2 separate regions of the Drosophila melanogaster genome follow, and region 2 is linked to region 1. Evidence: chromatin contacts called from public Hi-C data. All regions are on one chromosome and are shown on one strand. The core of a region is the stretch at or near the end of the contact, and the rest is flanking DNA. Distances in the headings are between cores, read along the strand shown.

Region 1 (5,819 bases), core at 450-2,949:
TTATACAGGTGCATATGAGATGGCAATACTTTAAACCACGTCTATCTCTGCTAAGTTAAGCAAAATATTTCTATGACACTTGCGCATGTGGCAAGATCAAACCTTTTAGTGATCAAGAAAATTCGTATGCATGCCCACACATTTCTATCTATCTCTTAAATTTTCATAATTGAACCTAGTATACCCGGACCTGCAAGTAATGGATATGTTTAGTTAGTTTGGTGGGTGGGTCAGCCAAGAATGAATATGTATAAGGGTCTACGCATTATTTTATTAAAGTTTATTAAATATCAAATCAATGTGATTCATAACAAATATCCCAGTCTAGGTCCACGTCCACTTACAACCCGAGAAGGTGGCAGAAACTGCGGTACATCTTGGCCCTGCGGCCCTGCAAGCAGCCGTACAGCTCGTTGATCTTGAGGCAGTCGATCTTGCTGATGGTCTTTCGCTGCCCGATCCTAACTCCAGGTTGTAGAGGGGTCATGGTGGGCTTCTCACCCTTCCGCTTGCTGAAGTAAAACTCGCCGTAGTGCATCACGGAGTTGTAGTCGTAGTCGAAGGCGTACTTCCCCTTCTTCTTCGACACCAGCTTGAAGTTTTTCCTAAACCGCGGCACAATGTTGTCCCAGTGGATCTTGACAAAGTTGTCCCGATCTGCTCGTGACTGTTCGTGGTATATGCCGATGGCGTGCATCAGCTCGTGCATTATTCTGCCCTCGCTGCTGAAGCAGTGGGCACTATTCTCGTCGGGTCTCTGGAGGGACACCACCTGCTCACCTCCTCTTCGGCCCACGTAGGACCAACATCCTTGCGGTCCTTCCAAAGGCGGCTCGATCAACAGGTAGTCATCTACCTCCCCATCGTACGGCACAAAGTGCACACACGTTAGGGAGTTGAAGGTTTTTACGGCTTGAATAATGGCCTGTCTTTCCTGATTTGCGTACCGCGGACTTATCTCGAAGGGAATCGTTCCATTGGGCCACAGTCGTTTTGGATGCCTCATTGGATTGACGCCCAGGCGCAGGGTGATGTAGGTGTACGGATCAATGGCGATGTCGCCTTGGAACAAGCGGGGCATGGTCTCCGGATCGTCGATTCCCAGGTCATCGTCACCGATGTCGGGTCCGTAGGGATCGTATTCATCTGAAAGGGGTTTCAAAACTAATTTAGAATATATAATATGCCATATGGTATTTTCTTGAAATTTTAAGGCCCACGTATCGATGTGATGTTATATTTTGGTTATTGCATTGTCCTTTTAACACTCACATTGCGAATTCACTGAACAGAATGAGAAAATACGATATTCCTAAAAGATTCTTTAGTTCGGAGATTAAACTAGAAAAGATCTTTAGGGCTTCACAACTCAAATCAAACAAAAATGGACTTAGTGATTAATAAAGACATGGGAGAAACTGGGAGTGGAACGCACCTTCCGCCACACTGGTGAACTCATGCTCGAAGAAATCCACTCCAGCGGGATACTGGCGGACAGGGAGCTTGGCGCTTTCACTGAGCGTTGTTGCGGATAGCACCAATAGCGCCACCAGAAGCACAGCCACCTGAAGCTGCACCAGCAGCACCACTGATCCACTCAACTGAGCACACATTATAGAGCTGGGATTCGGCTTGGCTGTGACTATATTTCCATTCGATCGCTGTTTGCCCACTCTTTCCACGCCACATTCATGCCGCATTCAAACCGAACGGCTGCACACGAAATTGGTAACTGAACCTGGCTCGATGGCCCAAGAGCCCGGAGCCCAGGCGGCTACCAAAGTCTGCAGTCTTGGCACCTTAATTTATGCGAAATGTGCGAAAATAAGACTAAATAACGCCGACGTTGGGCAGACGCCACGCAATCGGCGGCGTGTAAACAAAACCCAAATCTATGCCCTCTCACTTTTTTTTACACCCATTACTCTCTGATCAAACAGCACTAAGTCGCCTCGATGAAGCCCAGCTTAAACACTACGAAACTCTCCGATTAAGCCCGGCTCAAACACGGATGGACGCTCACGTAATTTAAGCGGAGTTAGCGGCTTTGGCCAACGACCATTCAATGATTTTCAGTACCTTCAGTACTACCAAAACTCTCTTTCTGGCTGACGGAGTGCTTTCGCTTTCGAGTCGGCCTAAAGTGTAAAAATATACTATTTATTAAGAGGCAGCAGTTTAATGCAAATCGTATATCATACATATATACATATGAGTAATATACCAATTTATAGTTTAGCTGCAAGGGCATCGCTTCAGTGAATCTCTTTTTCAACTTATTGTTGTCAGGCTCACAATGACACTAAACGTTTAAGTACAATGAATTTCACAAATTGGTTTCCGCTTGAAATCTTTCCGATTTTACCAAAAGCAGGCTCTTCAAATGGTTACATGCCGGAAAAATGGGCCAAACTGAACCCTTACCATTAGCTCGAATGTTAGATACATACGCTAAATATTACTATTTCAATACAAACATATACATCAAACTATAGATCTCATTATTGTTAAGTTGCAATTCTACCACTATGACTATACTCAGATCCTTTAGTCAAGGTATTTAGGTTTTGACCCTATTTTTCGCGTGCTCAACTGTCTTTCTTACTGTCTGCCGGTCTGTCTGTCTTTCAACTTGTTTGTGTTTGAGTTCGTATTTGATTCTGTCTGTTTGTTGGATAGTTTTGATATGTGACACCTTGGCTAGAGAATCGTGATGCACAGTGCACTTTGCAATGTGCACTTTGCACTTTCCTGGGCTCCAACTAGTTAGTTGGCAGCTTAAGCTGTTCACCCGGAATGGCTTATCTCCATCTGGGCGGAGCTTATTTGACAATCCATTTTAATTGGTCATCATTAATTAGGCGAAATTAGTTTTCCGTCTTAATTAGCATAATAACAACAGTGCGGGAATTCGGCTCAAACAGATCGGATCGCGATAGCCCGAATGAATTTACTTACATGTGTGGCAAATTAAGTTTGCATTTTGAAATGGCCGAGTCAAATGATTTATTTACTGGAAAAAGGGAAAATAAATAATAAATTAAAGAATTACTATTTTAAGGCAATCCTACATTGTAGGGTGATAGGGAAATGGTTCAGATTCATACTGAGTTGCTTCAATAAGTACATCGATTACAGATTATATATAAAATGTAAGGCCACAGGACTCTTTTGCAGTTATTTCAATTTTAATCTTAAAGTTTTCAAAAAAGTAAAAAGTCGACATCCACATAAAATATTGATTATTCGTTTGAAAGCCCTTTTTTCTTCTCACGAAAAATATGCTCTGCAGTAGGTTTTTTGTCTTGCCCGGCTGACTGATTGTCAATATGGACTGTAATTGTCATATTTCATTGGCCTGCAACCGTAAACCTGTCCTTGCCCCGCCCCCTTTAACCCACTTCGCCCGCTTTAACCCGTTGATGGCAGTGGGGACTGCTGTGGGTCTGTCTTCGATTGAGTCCGCCACTTGACTTTATGTGTCAGCTGGGCAATAAAAATGCGACACCGAGTAATTTTGCGCCACACAGGGTCTGCATTAGAAAGAGATGGGGCCAGGGAGCGAAAGAGACGGCGGCAGGGAAGTAGAGAGAGATGGCGAAAGACAGGCATCAAAGGCAAAACGCAAACAATCGAAGTCGAGCGAGCCCAAAGTCAAAACCCAGCGACTAATTCAAAGTTGTCACGTAATAAAACATCGAAGAAACATCGAAGCCAAAAACAATAACCCTACAAAGGCGACAAACAATCAAAAAAATAAGAAACCGAAAATACTGGAAATTTGCATATTTTTTCGAGGCAAAGACAGCCATTTGATTTGATTATATAATGACGCCACACATACCCCATCATCTGCCTTTTGCAATTTGCCTTTGTTTCTGTTTCTGTTTCTGTTTCTGTTTTCATTCAGCCCCCTCGAAATATTTTGGTTTTCTCCTCACATCGGTTTATTTTGACACCAAAAACGATATCTCCAATTAGATTTGCAGCTGAATTAATTGAATTGCATTAAGGCGGCTTCGGTGATTTGTGGCCGAGTTGATAGCAACAACAATTCGGACGGACTGCATTAATCTGCATAATAGAAAGATAATAATTGCCGCATGCAAAGCGGCTTAAATGGAAATGGAATGGATTTCTTGGTTGGATCTGCGGAATATTCACAACACGGATTTTTTATAGCGTATTAATTATAATGTTCGCTGAAAGGAAACTTTTCCGCCCTTTGTTTCATTCTTTTGCGCTTAATAAAGCGGAAGTGCGAAACTTTTTATCAAGATTTCCACCGCATGGAAAACTTTTAATTCCGCTAATGTCGATTTCGAGATGCTGAAACTTACTGTGGGTGGGTGACTGGGCGGCTCCTGATTTCCCACACAAACTCATATTAATTCCTTCCTAGGCGGACGATGAAAATCGTTGGCCTAAGACGACTTAACTGTGGGTAAAAAGAACGCCGGGAAAACTTCGATCAACAATGATGACAACTTAATATTCGACTTGGACTTCTTTTATGGAATGCTGAGTGGGAATTGTATTCAATGCCGTTAAGTAATTAGAAATAATAGAGCTACAGCACGCTAATAACCGAAGGAAGTCGTATTTATAAATTGTTATCAATAATTTATATATGATTATTTTAAAATTTGAATAAGTAACATTTCAACGAATATTTATAGAACAAGCGTTACAATTAATCAACTTTAATTTTGTATTAAAAATTCCTACTTTACTTTTCAATACTGGTCACAGTTTTTTCGTGCATTTTGAAGTGTAAAGAGTATTGAAAGACTATTGCCTATACCAACGAAATACTGATACATCAACATTTTTGTAATTTCAATGTGATTTATATTATGATTTTATGACTTTTTACGATTTTCCATGGGAGCTGCGATACATTTGTGGTGATTTTTGTAGTTAGCTGTCATATGATGGCACTTGAAGGGCGCCCTTGAAGGGCGCTTTCTGCATGTGGCTCTGGTTTTTCAGCAACTATTGCAAACATTGCCATGGCTCCTCACCTCCCACGTCGTTTTTTCCTGCCAGATTCGATTCGGCAAATAAAAAAGAAACGCTGTCGTAGGCATTTCCTGAAGTATGCAAATCGGTTTCAGCGCGGTAAACTGCGAATGCGAAGTGAATGCGATAAATAAATAAAACAATAAGCGAAGAAATAGCACATCAAAAGTTCAAGGATTTGCATATTGAAAGGAAGAAGAAACGGTACTGGGAAAAATTAAAGTTTGATCAAGTATCTACTATTCTTGTACATGATATCAATTTTATCACCTTGGTTAAGACCACATGTTTTGATATATATGTGTTTTTTAAATGTGTTTTTAAAATGGCAATACTTAATGGATAATAGCACCATTGCACCATTGCACCATTGCACCATTGCACCATTGCACCATTGCACCATTGCACCAGTGATGGTCGAACAACTTTAGGACCTGAACAATATGAAGTTCAATGAATCCACCAAAACTAGTAAACACTTATTGTTGTCAAACCAAGTGGAGAAATATTGTTGTTGCTTGAAATTAATTTTCTGAGTGTGTCGCCAGATCTTTTAGTTGCTTGCGTGGCAATTATAAATTATTCACATTGCTAAATTTTTATCATATCAATGTGAGAGCTGCCTGCTGTCCCCAGGGGCTCTGCCACTGACTCCCAGTATCTGAATCTGTCCTGTCTGTCCTATCCACCCCTCCCCCCTTCCACCGTTCCTATTGGGCAGCACGCAAAGTTCATTTAGATGCATGCCCCCAGATAGACGGGAGTTAAGTCCGTGATCGAGGGTGGAGCCTTTTGTG
Region 2 (5,917 bases), core at 2,057-4,556, 150 kb after region 1:
CCAGAAAGTGAAAAGCCACGGAGTCGCAGGCCGAGACGCGAAGCAAAACAATTAATGTGATCTAAAATCTGCTCATTAAATTAGATAAAGGGAAATCTCGGAGCGGGCAACTAATAAAAGCTAAAAACCATAAAAACAACATCGTGCCCAAGCAGAAGTGTGTATTTGGACTAGAAGAGATTTCTACTCCCGTCACGGTTGATAAAGGCAAAACGGGAGAAAAGCGCTCGAAAAGCCGGAAAAACGATTGAGCGATACGAGTAATCCGTGAAACGGGGACAGGTTTCCGATCCTAAATGGCGTTTGGTGTGGAAAGACTCGAAATCAATGACAACGATTTCCCAACGATTTGGGAAGGGGAATTCCTAATGGCGGCAATTCAGTTAATTTGAGACATTAAACTCAAAATATGTTTGATTTCTGATGATGACTCTCAAGACGCAATCGAAATACTAGAAAGCTAAGTCGGCAATTATAAATCAGCATTCAATCCGAGGTATATTCATGATGTTGATACGTAAGAGTTAATATATATTTAATGCTACAATGTAGAGGAATGGTTCGGTATTAGTTTGCTAGAAACTAGAAAGCTCTTTAGCCAAATTGGTAAAAAAAAATAAATTTGAAAATACATGGAAGGTGGTATATTTTCATCAGAAGACTAAATGAATGAACATTCAATCAATTTATCAAGAGATTTCGATAGTGCTAATAAATTCCACAGGCTTTGACGATCTTCAATAAAAATGCTAGAAAGCTCCAACACACTCACACTAACAACCATAAATCAGCGCAGAGATATTGATTTATCAAGTGAATAAATTAAGATCGCTTCATGCAAATCTAGTTCCGAGAACACGCCTCGGCTCGGAATAGAAACTATCACTAATCCCGCTTTTGCGATGACAACTCCACTTCGCTCCATTGTCTCCGCGGAATTAGCACTTCTTTTTATTTGTTTTCCAGCCCCAACTCCCAACTGCCCGACATTAACTGCGATTAGTCGTGTCAATCCCGCGCCCAAACTACATGTCTCTGGGAACAAGGGGCTAAAACAAACGCGACTTGGCCAACTGGCTATCTGGGCAAGTTGTAGACGCGCGCTAAGCGCATACAAAACGACATCGGCGGAGACAAAATAAGCCACTTAACGGTTTCCATTATAATTGAAGAAGAAACCGACGAAGACGCTGAAAGCGCAGCTGGTTTCCCAGATCTCGGGGCTTCCAAGGGGACGATGGGGAACCACGAGCTGTTCATTAGATTACGGGCAAATACGAAACACGAAACACGAAATGTGAAAGATACTCGTATATTGAAAAGCCACAGCCACATATCGGCCGCCGCAATTGTTGGCCACCACTTTCTCCATTTCAGCCAACTGAAATGCCGAAATGTCGAGATGCAGGCCAATTGCATAATTTGGGCGAGCAGGTGACTCAACGCCACTGGAGGCCTCTGCCGACGCCCAGCAGCGTGGGAACCGAATAACCATCGATATCTGAATATTCATATCGGTACTTATAACCACAGCGGAGGTCAAAATTTTAGTAAAGTCTGCAGAAATCGTTGCATTAAGTAATGTGAGCGGTGTAAATATATATTGTGCTGATCTTGTTAGATCCGAAGATCAAACAATTTTTTTTCAACAATAAAGTTTAGCTCAAAATACTTCCTTAAAATAAATAACTTATATAATTATAATGTTTCTAAGTATATGGTTTAGTGTGTGCTAAAATGTTAAATCAAGTATTATTAATTAATTTAACCCAGAACAAAAAAAATGTAAAACAAAACTAATTAAAAAAAGACATATCGTTACTATTGACTTCCTCAACTATTATACCCATTACATATACTAGATACCCATTAGTCAGCTGCTGGTGGGCGTAAATTTCCGATATTTCGGCATTATAATGGAAAACAGACTGATCTACGCTTGTACATCTGTTAATCACTTTTCAACGATTGTGTTGTTACGGTGTTAACGACTGTGTTATGTATGCATTTTAAATTGGAAAGAAAATGTTATTAATCCGATATCAGATTAAAGTGAGATTTCTTTCTTGAATGTAAGATTAAGACAGTGATTAGTAAACCGGTATTTAGGGGTATGCAACTGATAGGCAATCAGTCGACTCTGACCTGAGAAGCATTTTAATACCGTACGCATCCCATCCCGTTATCCAATCATACGTCCCCATACCATCCCTACCCGACATGATCACGAAACTCACCTTGGCATTGGGCTGCTGCTGGAGCTGCAAGAACGTGGCTATTCCATTGCGCACACGGTTCTTGACGCCCCGCACCGTTCCCTTGGCCGATCGGATAGTGGACTGGGTGGAACTGGCCCCACATCGCACGTCCCGATAGCCGGCGAAGAGGTCTTGCTGCTCCGTTAGGATCCCGCTGTCGGAGCCAGCCTCCGATCCCGCTCCCGTGGAGTGGTCCGCCTCGTCGCCACTTCTCGCGCTTCTCGCACCGAAGTTCTCGTGCTCGTTGATGTGAAAGCTGTAGTATTGGTCGTCAGCATACTTGTAATTGATATTGCCGCGGTGTCCGCCGATGTTGCTGCTGGCTGGAAGAGACTGCGATGTGGCATCGATGCTGTCCAGCGTCTCCTCACCGGTTTGAACGAAGTTGGCCCGCTCCACTGCGGCCCGCAGCTCCTCTATTTTGTCCTCGCTCAGCGATTCGCGGGCCAGGCGGAACGGACTGGGTTTCTCCGGAATCTTGTCGGGGACCTGGATCTTCTCCTCATCCTCTGGCTGCGAGAACTGTACCACATACTCGGTGCTCCTCCGGTCCCGTATGTCGCGGAGCAGGCTGTCGGGGAGCAGGGCACCCAGGACCCGCAAGGACTTCTGTCGCTGCCGCTGGCCACTGGGCTGGGAGGCGGACTGTCGCACGTACTCCGTGCTGCTCCCGTGCATGGAGTCGCTGCCCAGCGAGGAGGGGCCACTCTCCTCGCTGTCATCCGGTTTGGTGGGCAATCCGGTGCTCTCCAGGTCACTGCCATTGCCACTGTCGGCGGTTTCACAGTGGGCCGCGTACTGCTGATACTGGTCCATGAAGAGGCCGCCCGCGTTACCGCCCTTGCTCACAGGGGGCGTGGCCAGCACCATATCACTTATCTGGCTATCTAGAGTCTGCGGAGTAAGCCGTCTTTCGGCTGGCACTGTACAGTATTGGCTTTTATCGGATTGGCCCAGGAAAATGCAAGCGTTCAATGACTCTGACGGACGTTGCACCCGAGACGTCGCATGTCTTTATGCTTCAGATATCGTCGCTAGACTGGACCGACTTTTTCTGGCCAAGATGGCAAGCCAGAGCTGCAATGGATCCACTCCACTCAGCTCTCTCTCTCTCTCTCTCTCTCTTTCTCTTATTCGCTCTCCGGGCCACTTTATTCAGCTCTCAGCTGGAGATTCAGCAACTCCGCGGTGGCTTTCTTTCGGCCAGATTGCACCTCCGCCGCGCGTTATTAGATTTGGTAATTTAAAGCCCGTTGCCGGGCTCAAATTGTTTGTCATTAGCCGGAGAAGAAGTTTCTGGCCGCCTCGCGAATTAGCAATTGGCCTACAGAGCCGGGGGCAGCAGCTGCCAAAGTTGGCATGACGCCTGCGCGTGACTGTGACGCGATCCAATCCAACTGGGAAATTTAGTAAGCCCGATCGCTTGGCCAGATTGGAGTTCCGAGATCGCAGAACCGTAAGAACGCGAGTTAGCGGACACTCCAGCAGCGCCTATTAAATAATATTTCAATTAGGGAATGGAATCGCTGGAACTTGACCTAGTTGACCCACTTTTTCGGTTAGCGGTTGGTCGCTAATTGATTCGGCAGCAGTAGTCGAGAGCCTATAAATACCAAATGTTTTCTTTTGAAAAATTAGTATTAACTTGGAAAATACTTGGAAAATTCGAGCATTTAAAGTATATATAAGTTAGCTCAAGAATGTTTAGGTGAGCACAGATTTTGTAGAGCTGTTATTAAGCTACTTAAATATCGTTCTGCATTTAATTATTAAGATTTATGGTAATTTAATAAAATACAATTTCTTATCCATAATATGATAATAATTTCATTAGCAAAATGCATGCACGTATTACAGATTTGAATCGATTTTGCGTTGTTTGTTCTTGGCTTGGTTTTTATAGCTATTATATAAATTTTTAATTAAAATCTTAAAATTCGTAAGAATTTAAATCTTGACCTTACCAAATACCTTGTAAGCGCCTCTACCAATCTCTAGAATGTCCAATTAACACCTTAAGTGACCGAGAAGTGCATTAAAAAGCATGTTGCCACGATTACAGACACCTAAATCAGAATATAGCGATTATTCAACCAAATAGCAGTCCATGGTATTTCGGACTATCTCAACACACTGTGCGTGACAATTTTCCGAATTTTTTATTGAATGAGGCGAACGAGTCATCGACGCAGCTTATCGACCGCATCTCGGACAACTTCCTGTCCAGATAGCAAAGGTTACAGTAACTCATTCAGTCGTCAGTGGAAATGTGCGGCCAGCATGAGTTGGCCAATAAAGAATGTCTGATGTGCATTTTCCCCAAACTCCCTCACTCACTTATTTTTATTTATGCCACAATTCTGGCTGAGGATGAGCGAGTTACCACCCCACCCCCTAAACCCCCACGCCTCTAAACAAATCATCGGACACTCAACCGGGAAGACGGCAACTGGAACACCGCATCCGGCCGAATGCTGACATTCCGGCCGAATGCTGACATTACACAAAAGTCGCACTGCAACATTGTCCCCAGCTAGCCAGCCACATGCCGAGTCGGCATGTTCATTATGCTTACAATTAAGAACCTATGTACTTATGTATAAGACGAAAACGGAGGACTCGAGTAGCCACTCTCTGACAATAAACTTCATACTGATTTTGAACTTCAAGAAAGTCAGTCGTATTCTTTATTGGAAATCTTCACGCTACAACTATCTGCTGAAACTTAAAAACCTTCATACATTTACACATCATATCTTCACAAAAGGCTCCACCCTCGATCACGGACTTAACTGGCGCAGCCGGTAGGATGTCCTACCTATTAATAATTACCTACCTGTAAGTAAACATGTAAGAAACGAAACAAACTATATGCAAGATGTCGACTGAAAGTGACTAGGAACAAATTTTTATAAAACAAAATTGAAGTTGTGAAGTACCAAATGAAACTCAAACATATATTCAAACACAGGAAAAAAAAAGAGAGAGGAAAAATGTAAAATAAATAAATATACAAAAAAAAAGTGCAAGTGTACCGTACTGCCGCGCTGACGTGGAATCTATCGCTGATCATCACGCCATCGGTATGTCCATACTCTGCCGAACGTCATAATTTTTTTAAAAAAGTGCAAGTGTACCGTACTGCCGCACTGACGTGGAATCTATCGCTGATCATCACGCCATCGGTATGTCCATACTCTGCCGAACGTCATAATTTTTATAAAAAAGTGCAAGTGTACCGTACTGCCGCGCTGACGTGGAATCTATCGCTGATCATCACGCCATCGGTATGTCCATACTCTGCCAAACGTCATAATTTTTATAAAAAAGTGCAAGTGTACCGTACTGCCGCGCTGACGTGGAATCTATCGCTGATCATCACGCCATCGGTATGTCCATACTCTGCCAAACGTCATAATTTTTATAAAAAAAGTGCAAGTGTACCGTACTGCTGCGCTGACGTGGAATCTATCGCTGATCACCACGCCATCGGTATGTCCATACTCTGCCAAACGTCATAAGTTTTTATAAAAAAAAAAGAGTGCAAGTGTACCGTACTGCCGCGCTGACGTGGAATCTATCGCTGATCATCACGTCATCGGCACTTACATACGCTGGCCAACGCATCGCCAAAGCCTCTATATACACTTATATATGTG

The links. A called contact is a pair of places that touch in the nucleus more often than the background predicts.
Region 2: a Hi-C map of the Kc167 cell line shows a contact between it and region 1, with 1.5 times the contacts expected there. The contact joins the promoter of CG31559 here to the promoter of CG10280 in region 1. A contact is called at or near these places in 6 of 107 Hi-C or Micro-C datasets (the Kc167 cell line, the ML-DmBG3-c2 cell line and cellular blastoderm embryo) and 1 of 6 datasets of contacts at active chromatin or transcription factors (the Kc167 cell line).

The regions. Positions count from the first base shown.
Region 1 is chr3R:6,010,233-6,016,051 of dm6, forward strand. CG10280 reads right to left here and starts at 1,700. Exons shown (of 2, transcript NM_141350.1): 1 at 1,436-1,700; 2 at 341-1,146. The coding sequence starts at 1,700. The coding sequence ends at 341.
Region 2 is chr3R:6,153,929-6,159,845 of dm6, forward strand. It overlaps CG31559, which reads right to left and starts at 3,307. Exons shown (of 2, transcript NM_169127.3): 1 at 2,238-3,307. The coding sequence starts at 3,128.